Linked DNA regions of Mus musculus: region 1 is linked to region 2. The links are chromatin contacts, called in public HiChIP or PLAC-seq maps. All regions are on one chromosome and are shown on one strand. The core of a region is the stretch at or near the end of the contact, and the rest is flanking DNA. Distances in the headings are between cores, read along the strand shown.

Region 1 (3,812 bases), core at 1,119-3,618, 42 kb before region 2:
TGGAAAGATCACTATGAGTTAGCCTGGCCAGCCTCAGCTACATAGCAGGAAACGATGTTTTAAAATCAAGACACTCAGTGTTCATAGTAAGAGAAGTATGAATTCAAATGCATTTTAAAGTAACTACATGCACATGCCTGGTACTTGCAGAGGTCAGAAGAGGGTGTCAGATGCTTAGGAGCCAGCTTTTAGTTGCTGGAAACAGGACCAAGTACACCTGGGAGAGCAACAAGTGCTCTTAACCCCCCAAGCCATATCTCCAGTCCCCATAAAATGTTTCTGGAAGGGCTGGAGAGATGGAGGTTAAGAGCATTTACCACTCTTGTAGAGGACCAGATCTGGTCTGAGCACACCTGTCGGGCATCTCATCTCTTGATCCTGGGGATCAAGCTACTCTTCTGATCTCTATGGGCTCCTACATGCTCACGGTGTAATGCATTCAGGCATATACATATGCACATGAAATAAAATATATGGATTTTTAAAAAATATTTTTTAAAAACATGAATATATATATGTATGTATATGTATGTATATATATATATATATATATATGAATATGAACCTGAAGCCTTCATCTACAACTTCCCAGAAGAAAATGGTTGGTTACCCAGGCAACAAAAGACAGGAAGAGTGGTACCCACCTCTTCAGCTCTGCAACAAGCAGCGCAGTGCATGGAAGTCCCAGAATCATCAGGGAAATATTGTTGATGGCGGGCTTGATAAACGCCAAGCACGTTGTAATTGCAGACAGGACACACACCACTGCCTTGAACCTGCCCCTAAGTCAGTGGAAGTAAAGAAAATCCATTGACGAAGGAAACCATGCTTGTTTGTTTCACACACTCCCCCAAACTCATGCTGAGGACTTGACCCCAAGGCCTTGCTCACGCTCCCGTTGCTCATCACTATTGGTGAGGTGCAGCCCCTACTATCTGTGCAAATTGAGAACTTCTACACCAATGATTCTCAACCATCCCAATGCTGTGGCCCTTTGATACAGGGCCTCATGTTGTGGAGACCCCCAGCCACAAAATTATTCCATTGTTACTCTGTAACTGTAACTTTGCTACTGTAATGAATTATTATGTAAATATCTGATGTGCAGGGTGTCAGATATGTGACTAGGTCACAACTCACAGGTGGAGAACCACTGTGCACTGAATACTGTTAGGTCACAGATGAGCCACATCTAAAAGCCATCCTCTCTGCTTCTAGGAGCTGATGGCTGGGAATCAAAGACTGAAAACATTTAGCTAGGAAAATGGTTAAGCCACAACCAACCTACGTCTCTAGGGAGGCAGTGACTTCCCTGCTTCTGTCTTTCTGTGTTTTATCAGATCTGCAGGACTTGACAAATCCTTTCTTTATAAGCCAGACACAGTAGCATAGAGTATAATCCCAGAACTTGGAAGGTATAGGCAGGAGGATCAGGACTTCAAGACCAATCTCAACTACTTAACATAACCTGTCTCAAAAAAAAAAAAAAAATCTGTAAAGGGTCTGAAGTATTTTCAGTTTTGCGGGTCCTAAGCTCCTTGCCCCAGCCACTCAGCTCTGCCTTTATAAAGTTAAGTTCAGAAACGGGCATGCCTACATACTCATAAAACTTCCCAGAATCCATTTAGCCCCACGCAGTTCTACCAGGTCAAAGCGGATGACTTTTATGAGACACCAGAGACCATTAATAAAGAATAAACATTACTACTTAAAAAAGAAAAAAATTCCTATGTGCCCAGCCTACAAAACTAGAGGTTTTGTGAAAAAAAAAAATCAAATAAGGTATTTCCTGGCAACGTGTAGGTGTAGCATGAAGTGGGGCTTTGTCTTGACAGGATCTTAACTTGATAGACGGCTGGCCTTCAGGGAAGTGGAGCCAGCCAGAAGCGGCCGACGTGATCCTGAGCACGCTGCTTCCTCTCTCCGGGGACTCTGTTTCTCATCTATAGAGCAAAAAGGCCCTGGCCCAACCACTCTCAGAGGCCTCTTCCATGACTTAAATTAGGGAGAGCATGATTGTCCTGTACTTTCTGTTATTTGTCAGAATTTGTTTTGGCCAAGAGCCCTGGAACAGGTCACCGTTAGGAAATGGATTGGAATGAAGTTCTATTATAAAAAACTCAAAAAGCATTGACCCTTCAAAATACAGATTTATCTTCTAAAGAGGAAAGGCATTTATCATCAAGGCACAGGAAGTCATTGATCAAGCTGCCAACCTTCTGACTGGAATGAGCAGGCTCGGTAGCCCTGAACCAGAGGGGAACAGCCCTATGTGAAAGGAAGCAGGCAGCAAATGATCAGGAGCCTCGTGTTTTCTTCCTGACAGACCAGAACTTTTCAGCTACCGGAAGCAAGGCTGCCTGTCCAGCATGAGGTCAGCACAGCCAGCAGCACCAGGCTCATGGCCTCTCGGGCACTGGTCAACTCTCCCTGCAAGCCACGGCTAGCGGGGCATTTTGCTGGTCTCTTTCTGATCCCTCCATCTTCTCTCTTTGTCACAGGACAAGCCCATGTGTTTCCTTATCCTCTCACCATATACCATGTCTGTACGTTGTTTTACCCTCTGGGCTTCACACACACACACACACACACACACACACACACACACACACACACACACCTTTCAATTGGAAACATATAAGCAGAGACTTGAAGGCTAGAGATACAGCTGAGTTAATATAGTGCTTTTCTAGCATGCACGAAGCCTCAGGGTCCATCCCTTATGCCTCAAAACCTGCGTGTGCTTGTACACATTTGTGATCCTAGTCCATGAAAGGAGGAGACAGGAGGATTAGAAGGTCAAAGCCATCCTCAGATAGCAAGCTTGGAGTCACCCTGGGACGGATGAGACTGTATTTCAAAGAAAGGAAGGAAGAAAGGAAAGAAGGAAGAGAGGAGAGGAGAGGAGAGGAGAGGAGAGGAGAGGAGAGGAGAGGAGAGGAGAGGAGAGGAGAGGAGAGGAGAGGAGAGGAGAGGAGAGGAGAGGAGAGGAGAGGAGAGGAGAGGAGAGGAGAGGAGAGGAGAAGAAAAGGGAGAGGAGAAGAGGGAAGGGGGAAGAGAGGGAAGAAAAGAAAATTTCAAAGTATAGCGCCTCCCAAACCCAGTGGAATGGAAGCTCCAATCACAGGTTACAAAGAGGAATACAGTAATTAAAAGCACAGACATTTCAGATGGACAGATGGACTCACAAATGCACTGTTCAGTGTCTGTGGGGCCTTCATAAGACGCTTAACTCTTCTAGACTTTCCCACTGCAACTGAACCACTAACGCCCATGACATTCTTGAGAGCACAACAGTGCTTAATACAGAGCTCAGGTGTGTAATGTGCCAATAAGAAAAAAATACTATGTTAATAATGTCACTACTTGAGCAATAATCTGAGCATTTGGGAGGCTGAAGCAGGAGGATTGCTTTGAGTTGAGGCCAAGTAGACTCAGAGTGTGACCATGCCTCAAAATGAAACAGAACAAAGCAAACAAGACAGAAAAAAAAAATGTTACTGCTGATAATATCTCCTGACGGAGAGCAGGCTGGCCAGCCATTGTAATTCCCTTGAGGCTCCATATAAGACTGCCAAATAGTTTAAAGGCACAAGCTTTAGGAGACAGTGGCAGACACCTCCCCATACTCGGTCCAGAGGGAGTGGAGGAATGTGCTGGACGACAAGGACATCCTGTGCACACGCACAATTTTGCAACCAGTCGAAGTAAACAGAGGTCACACGGCCATCAGAAAGCCAGCCCAGCCCAGCCTACTAGAGCAAGAGTCACCAGAGGCCCTAGGTATTAGAGAGCCAGAAATTTCCAGAATT
Region 2 (4,125 bases), core at 1,255-3,754:
AGCATGGCTTTCTTCACATCTAGAGTAAGAAACCTTTACCCCTTTAACCTGCTAACACAAGTCCATTGGTTTTTGAGATATTACTTTCTTTCTGGAACAAATATTCTACATTTACTTTGTTATCTATCTGCCAAAGATCTGGAGTCAGTGAAATTTGCAACAGAATGCTTGTTTTTCTGAATAGGTCATAGAATTTAGAAACCAAGGTCTGGGGGACAGGTGTGCCCCAAGTTCCAGATCCTATCTAACTCACAGAGATCTGCCTGCTTCGCCTCCCGAATGCTAAGATTAAAGGTGTGCACCACCTTGCTCATCTGTTTTAAGACAGGGTCTCCCCCATGTGACCCTGGCATTAATTTATAGGCAAATAATTGTGTGTGTGTGTGTTTGTGGTGATGAGCTCTTGCTAGGTTGTGGACGCTGCCCTGGAATTCACAACTCTCCCATCTCTCCTTGTGAGTGTTAGCATTACAAGGCCCATTCTAGGAATCTTACAAAATTATGGTAATCAAAACAGTATGGCCAGGCAGTGGTGGCACACGCCTTTAATCCCAGCACTTGAGAGGGAGAGGCAGGTGGATTTCTGAGTTCAAGGCCAGCCTAGTCTTCAGAGTGAGTTCCAGGACAGCCAGGATTAAACAGAGAAACCCTGTCTCAAAAAACAAAAACAAAACTAGTGTGACCTGGCACTGGACAGCCATAACAAACCAAAGGGTCAGGTCAAGTGTGTGGAGAGCGCTCCCATCACATGCACTGCCGGAACAACTACATACCTACATGGGAAAGGAGGAGGCGAGTCTACTGTTGGAGAGACATATGAGCATGACCACTGTGCAGATTTCAATGGCATGTGTTGTAGTTCCAGCCACTTGGAAGGCTGTAAAAGGACTGTTCAAGTACAGAGGCCAAGAGGCCAGCCTAGGCAACACAGTAAGACTTGGTTTAAAAAACAAAACTCCAAGTGGACCACTGACCTAATACAAGAACTAAAATAAACAGGGACCAGTCTTTAAGATCAGATTGCGGTGGCACAGGCCTATGATAATCTCAGCACTTGAGAGGTGAAAGCTCCAGGATCAGGAGTCATCCCCCAGCAACACCGTGGAGTTTGACATCAGCCTGGGCTGCAAGGTGAAAGCCTGCCTTCAGATACCTCAGTATCACATGCAAGCTCCTCCAACCCCTCTCTCACTTGTGTGCATGTTTGATTCAGGCTCTCACTGTGTATTTCTGCCTACCCTGGAATTTACTATATAGTCCAAGCTGGCAAGAACTTGTGACAGCCGTCCTGCCTGTTTCCATAGTGCCAGGGTTAGAAGCAGGCATCACCAATGGCAGGTCTAACAATCCAAAATTTAAAAATAGGTCACAGGGTCTGGAGAGACATCTCAGTGGTTAAGACTAGTAGCTGGGCTTCCAGAGGACCAGCATTCAATTCCCAGAACCTTCATGGCAGCTGACAACCATCTGTAACTCCAATTCAAAGGGATCAGACCCCTTCTGATGTCTGAGGGCAGAGGCAGGCAGCCATACTTCCAAGGATATTGTATAAAGCAACAAAAATGTTCAACAAGAAAATCAACACACAAAATGTGATCGCGCGCGCGCGCACGCGCGCGCACACACACACACACACACGCGCCTTTAAAAGGAAGAAAAATATAAACTTGAAGACTGCACTCAGTGAAGCCAGCCAGTTATAAAAAGACAACTTCCATTTGATTCCATCACATGATGGACTTACTCAAAATTTTAGAGACAGAAATTGGTGACAGTGGTGAGCAGATGGGTATGATGTACATAGAGACTTTCAGAACAGCCAGGGTTTTATACAAAGACAGTCTCAGAAAAACAAAAGACGAGTTTGAACAGAACTGTGTGTGACTGCAGTAAACAAGCATGGAAATGGTGTTAATTTGTGTTTTGAAAAAAGAGCTGACAACGACGGTGCCGCTCAGTGATGAGCCCCGAGGCTCAATTTCCAATCTGAGTTGTCACCCCCAGCCCAGCCACAAAAGGGACAATTTTGGCAGAAGAAGAGCGAAAGCAGAGAGGCTCAAGACTCTGAGGCATACGATAGATGTCTGTGCTGGGTAAACGTGACTGCTTAGCCTCTGCGGTCCGGCGACTACAGGAGCCACTCAATCGCTGGGATCAGGACAAGATCCCGGATTGGAAATCTTCTGTACGGATGAGGGACCTGACAGCCAGGGCGACAATTCCGGTCGTGCTTTCCCATTTTAGGTACTACTAGAAACCAGGGTCGCAAACGGAGATTCGGCTCCTCAGTAGACCAGTCTGGAAGCGGCTAACCCCGGTGATAAACGACAGACCCCGTCACCAGGAAGGTCCAGGAAGCTAAAATGACAGCTCGCTGCAAACCGGCCTCTCCATAGTCTAGTTAATCTACGCCCGGAAGTAACGCCCCTCTAAAGTCACTTCCGCCGGCTGTTCTCGCGAGAACTTAGAGCGCTATGTGCCCTGGGTTAAGCGGAAGTCGGGCCTCTTTTTCGTGACGCCTCCCAGGCGCTCGGCTGTGTCAAGATGAAGGTAGGCGTCCCCGGCCAGGGCCGAGTGAGGCCGCCCGAGCCCGAGCGTGCGGCACGGCCTCGGTCCCAGGCTCGCATAAGTCCCGCACTAAGTGGAGAAGGATCCGAGGCGGGAGGGAACTCGTTTTGGCGGCCCTGGGACGCTCTGGGAGAGCGGATGGCGGGCGATTGCAGCGCCGCCGCGGTGGACGTAGCGCCATAGCGGCGCCCGGCTCCGGGCCCGGCACGCGCGGTCCCGAAGCCCCGCTCGCGGCTGGCAGCCTTGCGGCTCTCGAGCCCTCGCCACTCTGCTAGCGGAGGTCTTGAGGGTCGCCCGGCGTCCTCAGCATCCCACAGAGCTCCTGTAAAATGTCCCGTGGATGCGGCGCTTTGCCGGGCGTGGGATCCGAGCCTCGGACGCCCTGCGTTGTCGGCCCGGCTTGGGTCCCTAAGGTTCTCTCTTGTCCCCCTTTAAAACTGTAGCTGAACATCTCCTTCCCCGCCACCGGCTGTCAGAAGCTCATCGAGGTGGATGACGAGCGCAAGCTCCGCACCTTCTATGAGAAGCGCATGGCCACGGAAGTAGCCGCTGATGCTCTTGGTGAAGAGTGGAAGGTAAGGTTGTTACCGGCATCCATGTCCCAGCTTGGCGAGCGCAAGGGCTGTTTTGGGTTAAGTTTCATTAATAGAACCAAGTTTGGGGAAATGGGCCGAAAGGACATGCTTCTTTCTTGCTTGCCGTACGGAATTCAGGGTCTTAAAAAAAGCCTTTCATGTTCATGCTAGTAAAACCGGGGTAGTCAGGGTAAGTCAAAAGGAGAGAGATGGCTAGTTTACCTTAGTTGGAAACGGAGACAAAACGTGAGTGGTTGAAATTGGTCTCAGTTATTCTCCCTAGTCGGGTGTTGAACCTAAGAGGTTAAGAACCTGCACTTAGTAGGTTGGAACTGAACTAGTAAAATGTTGTTATTTTATGTTCAACGCAGGGTTATGTGGTCCGGATCAGCGGTGGGAATGACAAGCAAGGTTTTCCCATGAAGCAAGGTGTTCTGACCCATGGCAGAGTGCGCCTGCTGTTGAGTAAGGGGCATTCCTGTTACAGGCCAAGGAGAACTGGAGAGAGGAAGCGCAAGTCTGTTCGTGGATGCATTGTGGACGCTAATCTCAGTGTTCTCAACTTGGTCATTGTAAAGAAAGGTGAGGCTTTTGTTGAAGCTTGCTTGCTTGTTTATTGAGAGAGATCTGCCTCCTAGGTAGTGGGCATTGGCCCAAGAAGTTGTTTCCCAAGTGATAAACATTTAATGTCTCTATTTTGATTGTTTCTTTAAGGAGAGAAGGATATTCCTGGACTGACAGACACTACTGTGCCTCGTCGGTTGGGACCTAAAAGGGCTAGTAGAATCCGCAAGCTTTTTAATCTCTCCAAAGAAGATGATGTCCGCCAGTATGTTGTCAGGAAGCCCTTAAACAAAGAAGGTAATGGATTTGGGGGGGGGGTGTATTGTGCTACTGCTGCAGCTTTGCTTGCCAGCCCGGAGTCTGGCTTACCAGACTTTATGTTCATGGCTTTGGGGTTAGGAATGGCCAGGATTCTGAG

The links. HiChIP or PLAC-seq counts read pairs in DNA pulled down with a chosen protein or histone mark.
Region 1: an H3K27ac HiChIP or PLAC-seq map of microglia shows a contact between it and region 2, with 2.8 times the contacts expected there. The contact joins the enhancer-like site here to the promoter of Rps6 in region 2. A contact is called at or near these places in 2 of 15 datasets of contacts at CTCF or cohesin (CD8 T cells and the NIH/3T3 cell line), 10 of 484 Hi-C or Micro-C datasets (CD4 T cells, CD8 T cells, the G1E-ER4 cell line and 4 more), 12 of 115 datasets of contacts at active chromatin or transcription factors (CD8 T cells, the SCID.adh cell line, embryonic stem cells and 6 more) and 3 of 9 other capture datasets (adipose tissue, liver and pancreatic islet).

The regions. Positions count from the first base shown.
Region 1 is chr4:86,897,452-86,901,263 of GRCm38.p6, reverse strand. Acer2 (alkaline ceramidase 2) reads right to left here. Exons shown (of 6, transcript NM_139306.3): 4 at 645-782. Among named protein-coding and RNA genes, the nearest start is that of Acer2, 25 kb to the right of the region's middle. Within about 2 kb of position 2,368, at least 54 of the 459 cell types and tissues checked have an H3K27ac peak or open chromatin away from gene starts, as enhancers often do. A contact at or near this core is called in adipose tissue, liver, microglia and 1 more, where this site is marked.
Region 2 is chr4:86,855,746-86,859,870 of GRCm38.p6, reverse strand. It overlaps Rps6 (ribosomal protein S6), which reads left to right and starts at 2,504. Exons shown (of 5, transcript NM_009096.3): 1 at 2,504-2,550; 2 at 3,012-3,143; 3 at 3,515-3,725; 4 at 3,858-4,004. The coding sequence starts at 2,545.